Linked DNA regions of Gossypium hirsutum: region 2 is linked to region 1. A link is a contact called in public Hi-C data. All regions are on one chromosome and are shown on one strand. The core of a region is the stretch at or near the end of the contact, and the rest is flanking DNA. Distances in the headings are between cores, read along the strand shown.

Region 1 (5,214 bases), core at 1,377-3,876:
ATAAATTCTCATCACTTTATCACTTGATCGATACGTGCACTTGCATTATGAATTTTCATTCATCAATTATAAACTCGCGTATTGTATTTTAACTAAAATAATTATTATTTTTATATATTTAAATCATTTAAATTTAAATAAATCAATAGAACTAGCAAGTTTAATTAAATTTAAATTTAAATAATTTAATAAAAATATATATTTAAATAATTTAATTAAATTTATTTTTAATTAATTTTGTTAGTTTTAAATATTTAAAGTGATATATATGGCACAATTATTATGCAGATGAAAAAAATGAAGGTAAAAATATATTTAAAATTTTATATGATATTTATATAATGCTTTAGTTGAAATAGTAAAATTGAGTCTATAACAAACTTGATCTAATTCTATTATTTGTAGTCTTAACTAGAATGAAACGGTGATTAAAATTGTTGTTAGATATTTGTTTGACACGTGTACGAACCGTGCTACTCCTATCTCTCATTTTTAAATATTGTATAAAATAATTTCTATTATTTGTGATTTTTTTATTTAAATTTTTTATAAATTATATATATAAAAACATTTTCATAATAATATTTATTATTTTTAAATAATAAATATTTTTAATTAAAGTAATATATAATTGAATGATGAGATGAATTGAATAAAACATGTTATAGTCTTTAAACATGAATCTGTTAAGGACACAAATATTTACAGGTGTTTTGACTTGTCATTGCACCATCAATAATCATTATGTTATCTCTTGCAGTATGTGTTTTAGTATCGTAGAAGACTTGATTTGGTGTCGACATTTCATATTTTTTATGCTTATTTATTGATTAAGTACAAAAAATAAAAAATCTTGTCATCGCCAACAAAAGAAAAGGAGAAGATTATATAGCCAGAAATTATTTTCAATAATAACGCAATTAGGCAGCTGATATGATATCGTTTGGTCAGCGATTTCCTCCACATGGGACCAAAAAATGCCACCTTCTACGCTTCATTTTCTATTTTATGAGGCATCTTGCCATGAACTGGCTCTTGACTGTTCCATGACTTTCCTTGTTTTCCTTTCAGTAGAAGTGAACCGCATAACGCCGCCCTAATTAGTCAAATAAGTTTACAGTGCTATACAAGGATGATGTGGTAAGAACATAAACCGAAATTGTTTTTTCTTAGTATTTATAGGATTTTTTATTTTTTTAAGTTGTGTTACCTTTCATGACCCGATCTAGCTTATAGAATATGAGTCATATCGTGAAATTGTTTACATGTAGGTACACCTTCATAGATTCAAATTCAGGAGCTTTTAAGTTTGTGTCAGAACCCAAAGGCACAACTTTCGGCTAAACGCAGCTTCTATTGCCAAAACATTTAAGAGGAGTATTGAAAGTGTGAGCAAGCAGGAACAGTTTTGGATTGACTTTGACCCAAAAGGTACAAAGATGAAGCATCAAGTTCCAGGCAGCTGGATCCGATAGCTTTGCATTCATATATTGTTGTCTTCTCTACAAGTGGTGTCCACCTAGGAATCCATTAACCCAACTTATGATGCCAAAGTTTTACGTTTAATTTGAGATTAATGGACGGTTAAAGGTACTCAGTGGATCCAACTCATAATTTCTAGTGTGAGCAATGATCCTCGCAGGGGGAATTTTGGGACATTGAATTTACCCAAAGTTGTTTTTGATTTCATTCTTTTTAGAAAAAAAAATGACACTCAAAAACATGACTTAGGATCTTGTAATTATATTGGAAAAATAACATTACTACAATGTGTAAAAAAAATTAAGGTTGATTCTGAAAAAGATAAATAGAAATATAATTGCATATAGTCATTTGTACAGCTAAAGAAGCTCTCTTTTGGTTGTAGCCCACACCATAGCTGTTCAAGTTTTGGCAATATGCTTTGCTTAGAATTTGTTCTATATGTTTCCACTAATTAACAAGCAATCTTGATCACCTTCATCCATTTTCCCTTTTCACTTAATAGTTTCTTTGGGTCCATAATTGAGACAAATCTCACCAAATTTCAAGGGTGGATCAACTGCCATCCCAGAATTCTCCTTTCTAATTAGTAGTACGTACTTACTATTTTTTACAAAAGACTAAACTATCTATAACCTTCCCATCTTTTATTAGATTTTTATTTTTCACTTGCACACGTGGCAACCTATTAAAATAAACATGAAATTATTTATATTGAAGTTGACTTATTATTTATTTTGTTTTAATAGACTAATCAAGACAAAATCTGAAAATGCAAAAACATGGGGAACGGAAAGTGAGTTGAAGGTTCCCCTAAAAGTGCCAAAACTTTGCACCCCTAACCCAACTTTCACTAGCAAATCTATCAATCCCACTGTCAAAAGAAAAGCTCTTCTGTTTTAATGTCCTCATTTCTTTCGGGCACAGCTGTGAGAGCATAGGCAAAAGGGTCGGTGACAAAGTCCATTATCCCCTTTTGTTTTGTCTCTCCGCGTTTTAGACAAATGCCTGTCGCTTTCCTTACAGTGTAAGCCTTGTAGAGACATAGCAAACAGTATTCTAATGAGAATAGGGTTGCTCTAAAAAGCATAAAACTCGATCCAAACATTTATGTTAATGCTGACCTGTACTCCACTCCACACACAAAACACTTGCTATAAATAAACTGATGACCCATCACTTTGCTTCTCACTTCCATTTCTCTCTACTCAACTCCACGCAAATGGCCCTCTTTCTTTGCGTCTTATTCCTTCTCCTTTCCTCTGCTTCTGCTTGTGATCGCTGCCTGCACCAGTCCAAGGCTGCTTATTTCTCCAAAGCCTCTGCTCTTTCAGGTTTAGCCGCAATTTGTTTCCTTTTTTTCTATCAATTTCATTAATACCCAGAGTTGTTTTAGTGGGTGACCTTTGTTTTGTGGGTTTGATATTGCAGCGGGAGCTTGTGGATACGGTTCCTTGGCTTTAGGTTTAAGTGGTGGACACCTTGCTGCTGGTGTTTCTTCTCTTTACAAAGATGGAGCCGGTTGCGGTGCCTGCTTCCAGGTTTGTATAATTCAGTTTTTATTCTTTTTTTCTTATGATGGAAGTTTGAGTTTTGATTTTTCTTCATATTTTGGTAGATAAGGTGCAAGAATTCAACTCTGTGCAGCAGTGAAGGGACTAGGATCACACTAACTGATCTCAATCATAATAATGAAACGGAATTTGTTCTTAGCAGCAGAGCATTCATGGCGATGGCTAACAAAGGCATCGGCCGAGACATTTTGAAACTTGGGATTGTCGACGTGGAATATAAAAGGTAAACATGAATTAAAAACATTTCTTCATCTAATGGTTTTGTTACAACCACCACACAGAAAACTCGAGTCACCTATGGGGCAGCAGCCCAGCAGGCACATTAATGCCTATAACGTTCTAATATGTTTTTTTATTACATCCCTTTTTCCTATGTAAATTATTAACTTTGATTGACATCAATATTATAACTACTGAAACATTGTTTATGTGAAACAGGATACCTTGTGAATACAAAAACCAGAACTTAGCTGTTAGAGTTGAAGAATCAAGCCAAAAACCAAATTACTTGGCAATTAAATTGATGTACCAGGGTGGTCAGACTGAAGTAGTAGCCATGGATGTAGCTCAGGTAAGTTTATTTAGTTCAAGAGTGTTTAAACTTAAAAAAAAAAGAATAAAAAAAAGAAAAGTGGGCTAAAACTATTAGCTTTATATCATTCCAGGTTGGGTCTGCAAACTGGAACTTCATGAGCAGGAACCATGGGGCAGTATGGGACACAAGCAGAGTCCCAAATGGAGCCCTGCAATTCAGATTTGTGGTGACATCTGGGTTTGATGGGAAGTGGATTTGGGCAAAAAGTGTGCTTCCAGCTGAGTGGAAAACAGGAGTTATTTATGATTCTGGAGTTCAAATCACTGACATTGCAAAAGAAGGTTGCTCTCCTTGTGATGACAGCCACTGGAGATGAGATCTTAGTTTGCCAATTACACATATAGTGAATTTGAATGTTTTAGAAGATTAAAGAAAATGGATATATAGATAGATTTTCCTTTTCTCTGTAATTCAACAAGTCTAATATTTTTTCCATCATAATAAAATTCTGCTACACAATCAATGGTGTTCATATTCTACTTATTTTCTTTTAAAACCTGTTATTGTAACTTATTTGCACTTTTTTTTTGTTCCACTTCAATTACATTTATTATTATAGCAAAAAAAATATAAATTTTTATCAAAAGAAAAGAAGAAGCCACATATATGGGCCTAAAAGTAGTTGTTCAGGCAGTAGCATGAGAATTTGCTAAATCTTCTATTGGGCCACAATTTGGAAACTAGGCTCATTCTAATTCTACGGGAAAAGCTCAAATGGGATCCCAAACCAAAATAAATACCAATACATAGAAGGAAGCCCCTTGTTCACCATTTTTTTACCTTATAAGGTAAGTGGTTAATTTTCAGTTCTTGTCGGATTTGATATTTGACTAAATTTAATCTTCAAATAGTTTTTATTATCCTCAATTATTTTGGTTAAAATGAAAATGTTAATATACTTTTTTTTTCTTAAAAGCACATTTCTAACACTAAAAATAAATATTATCTTGACATGATGAGTTAAATGAATAATTTAATAAATATCTTTTTGAATTGACTTTTGAGGATGTTGGGTAGTTGGATTAATGAATGCTATCAATACATTTAACCCCACCTCGACAAAAGACTAGCTCAATTAGTTGAATAAACATGCAGTGTTTATTCTAGATTTTTGGAAATCATAAGTTTGAGTAAATTCTCATATTTACTACCTGTTTTTTTTACTTTGTACAGAGAAAATAGAATGCTTATAGATCCAACCAACTTCGATTTCAAAAAGCCTGACAATACCCTAAACCAATGACCCAAATCAAAATTTCGGATATTAAATTTTATTTGTTCTATTGTCTCATGCAATGATAGCCCATTTCTTTAAAGGTTATCTTTTTTTATTCGAAATATTCTAAATTTATGTATTTTTTGGTTGGATATAAATGTATTATTCATAAATTTAAAATGTAATTTTTGTATTATTACTTTTAGTAATTTAATTTTCTATTTTTAAAATTTTAAAATTTAAGTTCAATTGTTATTACTGTTAATTTTTTTGTTAAATTTATTGATATGATATTTTAAAATTAAAAAAGAAATACTCACTTGATACTAATGTAATTAAAAATATGA
Region 2 (5,445 bases), core at 1,257-3,756, 180 kb after region 1:
AAAAAAGGGGTGAGTTTGGAAAACTCAGTGTGTAAAGTATCCCAACCAGAGCCCAAATCAGTTTAAGCTTTACTAGGCCTACGCCCTATTCAGAAATCATAGTTAACTGGGCCTTAGCCCATATCAATATTAATTTGGGCCATAGCCCCTTACAATATCAGAGTATACTGGGCCTAGCCCATATCAGTATCAATTTGGGCCGTAGCCCTATAACAAGTCGAGATATCTTGCCCATATCAACACAGTTGGCCCATAACAAAACAGTCTCATATGATTAATACAAGATAACCCCATCCAACCCTGCACTTGCCTCCGACCATCCCGACACTTCCTGTGGGGAATAAATCACCCACGTCATCCCTACACTTACAGTGTTAGCACCGGTTGTGACACTAACTATAATCCGCAGCAAAGCTGCTTATATCAGAATATGTGGCACAACCATCAGAACGAGTTCTTCCTCCATAACAAAACCCAACCCCATGCAGTATGACATGTATGCAGAATATATAAATAATTAACAAGGCATGCTTCAAGAAGACAGTCAGATTATAGCGTAAGAACAGTTATTTATCATCGAGGGGCATAATCGTAAACTTACCCCTTTAAGGGTATTACGGTAATTCTACTTTACAGAGGTATTTCAGTAATTTTATCAGTCTTTTTAGGGTTTCATGCTCATTACAGTTATTAACGTGTCTCCAGAATACTTACTGAACATTTTTACCGAAATGGGCCCGTTGCCTATTACCCAATTTCGGCCCATCGAAGCCCAAATTCACCGAGGTTCACGAAATTGTGCACTTTGCAATCTTACCGTTGAAGTTACCAAAATTATCAATACAAACAATCCCATGAGCGCTTGCACACTCGCAGGTTCTCGAAATACTGGCTTTTCGGCTTTTCGGCTTTTATCGATCTAGTCTCCTAGTGGGTGTCGTTTACACACCTAATCTGTAACGATACATTGGCGAGATCCACACACGAGTTGCCTACAACCGAGTTACTAAAATGTCAGTCTACATATAAAAAACAAACTACATACTAGCCTCCTTACCATATTTGGCCAACACCCTTAATGGCCTTAGATTGCTTACCTTTGTCGCAAATAATGACTAAGTCTGGATCCAATCGTTTCGATGTCCTCGCTTTCCACTGCCCCTTGATCGACAGCCTTTGTTCCACCTTATCATAATAGAACGATAAATAAACCCAATAAACCCTTTAGTCCAAAACGGTAGCCTCCCTAAACGATTAGGGATTACTCGGCTTTTTTTCCAGAACCACAAGATACGAATGGAAAGAGGTTGCGAATACTTACCACGAGATCTATTCGATGAAGAACGTTTCCAATACTTTCCTACCCCTAACACGAGCAAAGGATGAGTCCAAGAGATCTAAAGGTGTTCAGCTTTCCACCTCTTAAAGAATGGTGACCTCGGCTTTTCAACAAACAAGGAAGGAAGAAAAATGGAAACTCGATGATGAGAGGAAGCAGATGTAGACAAGGCTAACATAGTTGGGGGATAAAAGTAAAAGAGATCGGTACAAGGGGGAAAACAAAAGTTGCAGTTTTGGCTTTTGTGAGTGATCGGCTAAGGTGATTGAATGGAAGAGGTTTTTCCTTATGATTGGTGAAGCAAAGAAGATGGGAAGATAATGATAAAAGAAAGGAGAGGAATGGGTTAATGGACTCGGCTTGAATAACTAAGAGAGGAAGAGAATGAAAGAAAAGAAAATGAGCAAAAAATATAAATTTGAAATAAAACAAAAGAAGAACCAATTGAAAAGGAAGCAAGATTGGCCAATTTAAAATACCCCAACTAACCCTAACAAGAAAAATGAATCATAAAGGCCAGAAATAAACGACACTTATTTTCTATGGCCGAATGAGTGTATTACGGCATAAAAATTCTTCCTAAATTCCAATTCCATGAATTGCTCCTTGATTCTTGGCCAACTCAATGTTTGAATTTCATTCAAACTCCTAATCGATCTGGCAGCATCCTTATCCACATCCTTGCACCGCTTCAGCATGCTGCCCAGAGTCCTGATTAGACCCCAACTTCTTCCCCATGAGTGCAGCAAAAACCCAAGCCTTCCGTAAGGGAGGTGAGGCTCGAACCCCAGACCTCCGTCCGCCCTTGTGCGTAGCCCGTGCCACTGACCATTACACCACGCTTCTTTCTTTATTAATATAGGGTCACAATTAATCTTACTCTATTCCTGCTGAAGCCTCAGTTACTTGCAAAATAAAAAGGAAATTTCGCCTGCTATACATCTCGAACCTGCGACCTGCTAACCACACATACGCTACTTGCCACTGGACCGAAGCTCCTTTCATGACATAATCCCCTCACAAGTAATTTATAAGCCTTACCTGCTTCAATTCTGGCCCACTTTAAAAATAAAACAGAATTTGCCCACGCAAGGACTCGAACCTGCGCCCTCTCCGCTTGCCCAGCACGCTACTGCCACTGCGCTCCTTGTGCTGGATTACGCTCGCAACTCCTCTTAATGCCTATTCTGACCGCAACCTGAATATTAAAAAAAACAACCATTTTGCGCGCACCGTGCCTTAAACCCAGGCACCTCCCATGTCCTCCTAGCGTGCTTAGCCACTGGACCAGGTGCTTGTTTGTGCTAAAACTCAGTCCAATTTGTTAATAAGGCCTACTGCTCAGATTCCCTTAAGAGGCAAAATTTAAGAATTTTGCTAAAGCTATAAGCCGAGCCCCGAACTTTTTCCCACACCATAAACCCTTCGTAATTTATTTAATTACTAAACTAAACATACGAAATAATAATAATTATAATAATAATAATATCCAAATTATTCGGGTGTCTTCTACCCGAACCCAGACTTAAGGCCCAATACTTCTAGGCCCAAAATTGGGGTGTTACAGAACCCAATGAGGATTGAGATAACCAGAGGCTAGAATCTCTTTATCAAAGACTCTCTTTTCTGAACTCTGTTTATTTTTACAATTTTAATTTCAATTTCAATTTACGCAATATCAATTCATCCAAACTTTTAATTCTATTTTTTTATTTTTTTCTAGGTATGCCATTTTTCTTGGCCACGACTCTATATGGGATCTTGAGGGATAAGAATTTGTGAAAATCCAGTCCCTGAGGATTTGACCCTACTTCCCTTGTACTATTCTTTTCATTATTTTATAGGGATATGATATTTTTGGTGCTCTCAATGACGCATTATGTAAGCCTTTACTTTTAACTGATTCACATCTAAAGTGAAGGATATGTCATGCATAGCTACTGTCACTAGCTCTTGACCAAAAAGATATTTAATCACACAAGTTTTATCTTGAAAGATGAGGGAGTAACCCTTCTCTAACAATTAACCAACACTAAGAAAATTCTAATCAATATCAGGTACAAAAAGGACTTCTGAAATTTTTTTGTTACCTGATTAAGTGCAGATCATAGCTTTGCCTTTGCCTTTGGCCTTAATGAATTCAAAATTTCCAATTCTGACCTTGGACATAATGCTGGTATCTAGTTCCTTAAACATGCCTTCATTTGATGCCATGTGATGAGTGTAGCCATTGTCAATCAACCAATTCTTTCTGACCTTACTCGAACTTGCAAAACAAGAAGCAGTAAAAACATGCTCCTCCTGAGCTTGAACATCCTCAATAGCTTGAGCTTGATTCTACTGATGTGATTGTGTTTTTGCTTTATTTTTACAGATTTTTTCCATATGACCAAGTTGCTTGCAACTTCTACATTGAATGTCAGGCCTATACCAGTTGTACTTTTCTAAATAAGTGGACTTTTTGCATTGAGTGCATGGTGGAAACTTCCTCTTGGCAGCATTCTTCTGTGCCTTTTCTTTCTTTTTAGACCAAGGCTTCTTACCTTTGTAGCTTGAGTTTGAGCTTGGTACTTCTTTGCTTCTAGCCTGGAAGGCTTATTCAGAATGCTCCTCCATCCTGTTTTCCCTTCTTTGCTCTTGTGCATAAAGAGCATTTATCAGCTCTGTCAATGATATAGTTGACAGGTCTCTAGAGTCCTCCAAGGATGAAATGTTTGACTCATACTTCTCTGGAAGGGTTGTAATGACCTTTTCAACTATTCTTTTGTCACTGAAATCATCCCCAAGAAGCTTAATATTGTTAACTGTAGCCATAATTTTATCATAATACTGCTTAATGGATTCAGACTCCTTTATCTTTAGATTTTCGAAGTCCCTTCTCAAGTTGATCAATTGTTGCTGCCTGGTTTTATCTGACCCTTGAAACTCTTCCATAAGTCTATTCAGGCCTATTTTGGAGAGTCACAAGCCATTATCCTTGTGAAAATTACATCTCAAACTCCATTTTGAAGGCATGACATAGCATTATAATTTTTGGCACAATCCTCATTGTGCTACCTAATTTGAGCTATGGTAGGATTAGCTCTCAAATGTGGTGGCTCTATTTCAGTTTGAACAACACTCCACAGATCATGAGCCTGCAGTTATGTTTTCATTTTCACAGCCTAAATATTGTAGTTTTCACCAACAAAAATAAGTGGTGGTGGTGGTGGTGAGAAACTCATTCTTTTGCAGTACCAAAATACCAACAAAATAGCTTCTGTTTCTTTTCTTTCAAGCATGGAACACACAAATAAATAACACACAACAAAATTCCCTAAAAGATGACAGGCTCTACATACCATTTGTTGAGTAAATCAACATCCAAAGATCAAAAACAATAAAATTGTGTTTGAAAGATGAAAAACAGAAGCTAAACAAATCTGTTGAGAGGAAAAATTAACAACTCTCATTACTTTAATTAGTAGCAATAAAATGTCCATAAATAGCTTCATTACATTGGAAGAAAACAAAACATAACTTGTGCTAGTATCCAAGTTGTAAAATAAGCTTAATAATAACCTAAGAAGCTACTAAATTAGCTAAGTAGCTGATGAACCTTAGCGAAACAAAAATGCAATCAAAATAAACTTAGTTAAGTTGTTACATACACAACTAACTAAGTTATAAAACAAAATTAAAAAAAAAACTTCATGTTGCTACAAATAAAAGGCTTAATGTTGCGGCATTGCAAGCCAACTTTCAACAACATGTGCCACGGTTAACGTCTTAAGGGAGGTACAGGCAGTCACTCTTAGCGTGCTACAATCCTTGTTATCCTTTACTTTTGAGGTCCAGAAAGAATCACATACGACCCTCTGGTCATTAATCTCAAAGCTTTTTCACACAAAAATAGTCAATAGTGAATGAGAACAATATATCAATGAAATGGAAAATGCTGAAGCTTCATTGCTGTCCCTTGCAACAAGCAAATCTGACCTTATGCAAATTGAGAAAGTTTAGATTGAACTCATATTATCAGAGCCTTGCCTTCAAGACTTCGAAGAAGGGCTTGAGGTCAGCTTAAGGGGTTGATCAAAATCAGAGTCAATATTCTCAACATACTC

The links. Hi-C and Micro-C count contacts between places; a contact is called where the count stands out from the background.
Region 2: a Hi-C map of leaf shows a contact between it and region 1, with 2.5 times the contacts expected there. The contact joins the enhancer-like site here to the promoter of LOC107918466 in region 1. A contact is called at or near these places in 2 of 34 Hi-C or Micro-C datasets (both in leaf).

What each region holds. Positions count from the first base shown.
Region 1 is chrA01:108,306,510-108,311,723 of Gossypium_hirsutum_v2.1, forward strand. It overlaps LOC107918466 (expansin-like A2), which reads left to right and starts at 2,627. Exons shown (of 5, transcript XM_016848038.2): 1 at 2,627-2,816; 2 at 2,914-3,023; 3 at 3,101-3,279; 4 at 3,495-3,627; 5 at 3,722-4,110. The coding sequence starts at 2,651. The coding sequence ends at 3,967.
Region 2 is chrA01:108,484,750-108,490,194 of Gossypium_hirsutum_v2.1, forward strand. No RefSeq gene overlaps it. Among protein-coding and RNA genes, the nearest start is that of LOC107919081, 14 kb to the right of the region's middle. Within about 2 kb of position 2,507, at least 3 of the 9 cell types and tissues checked have an H3K27ac peak or open chromatin away from gene starts, as enhancers often do. A contact at or near this core is called in leaf, where this site is marked.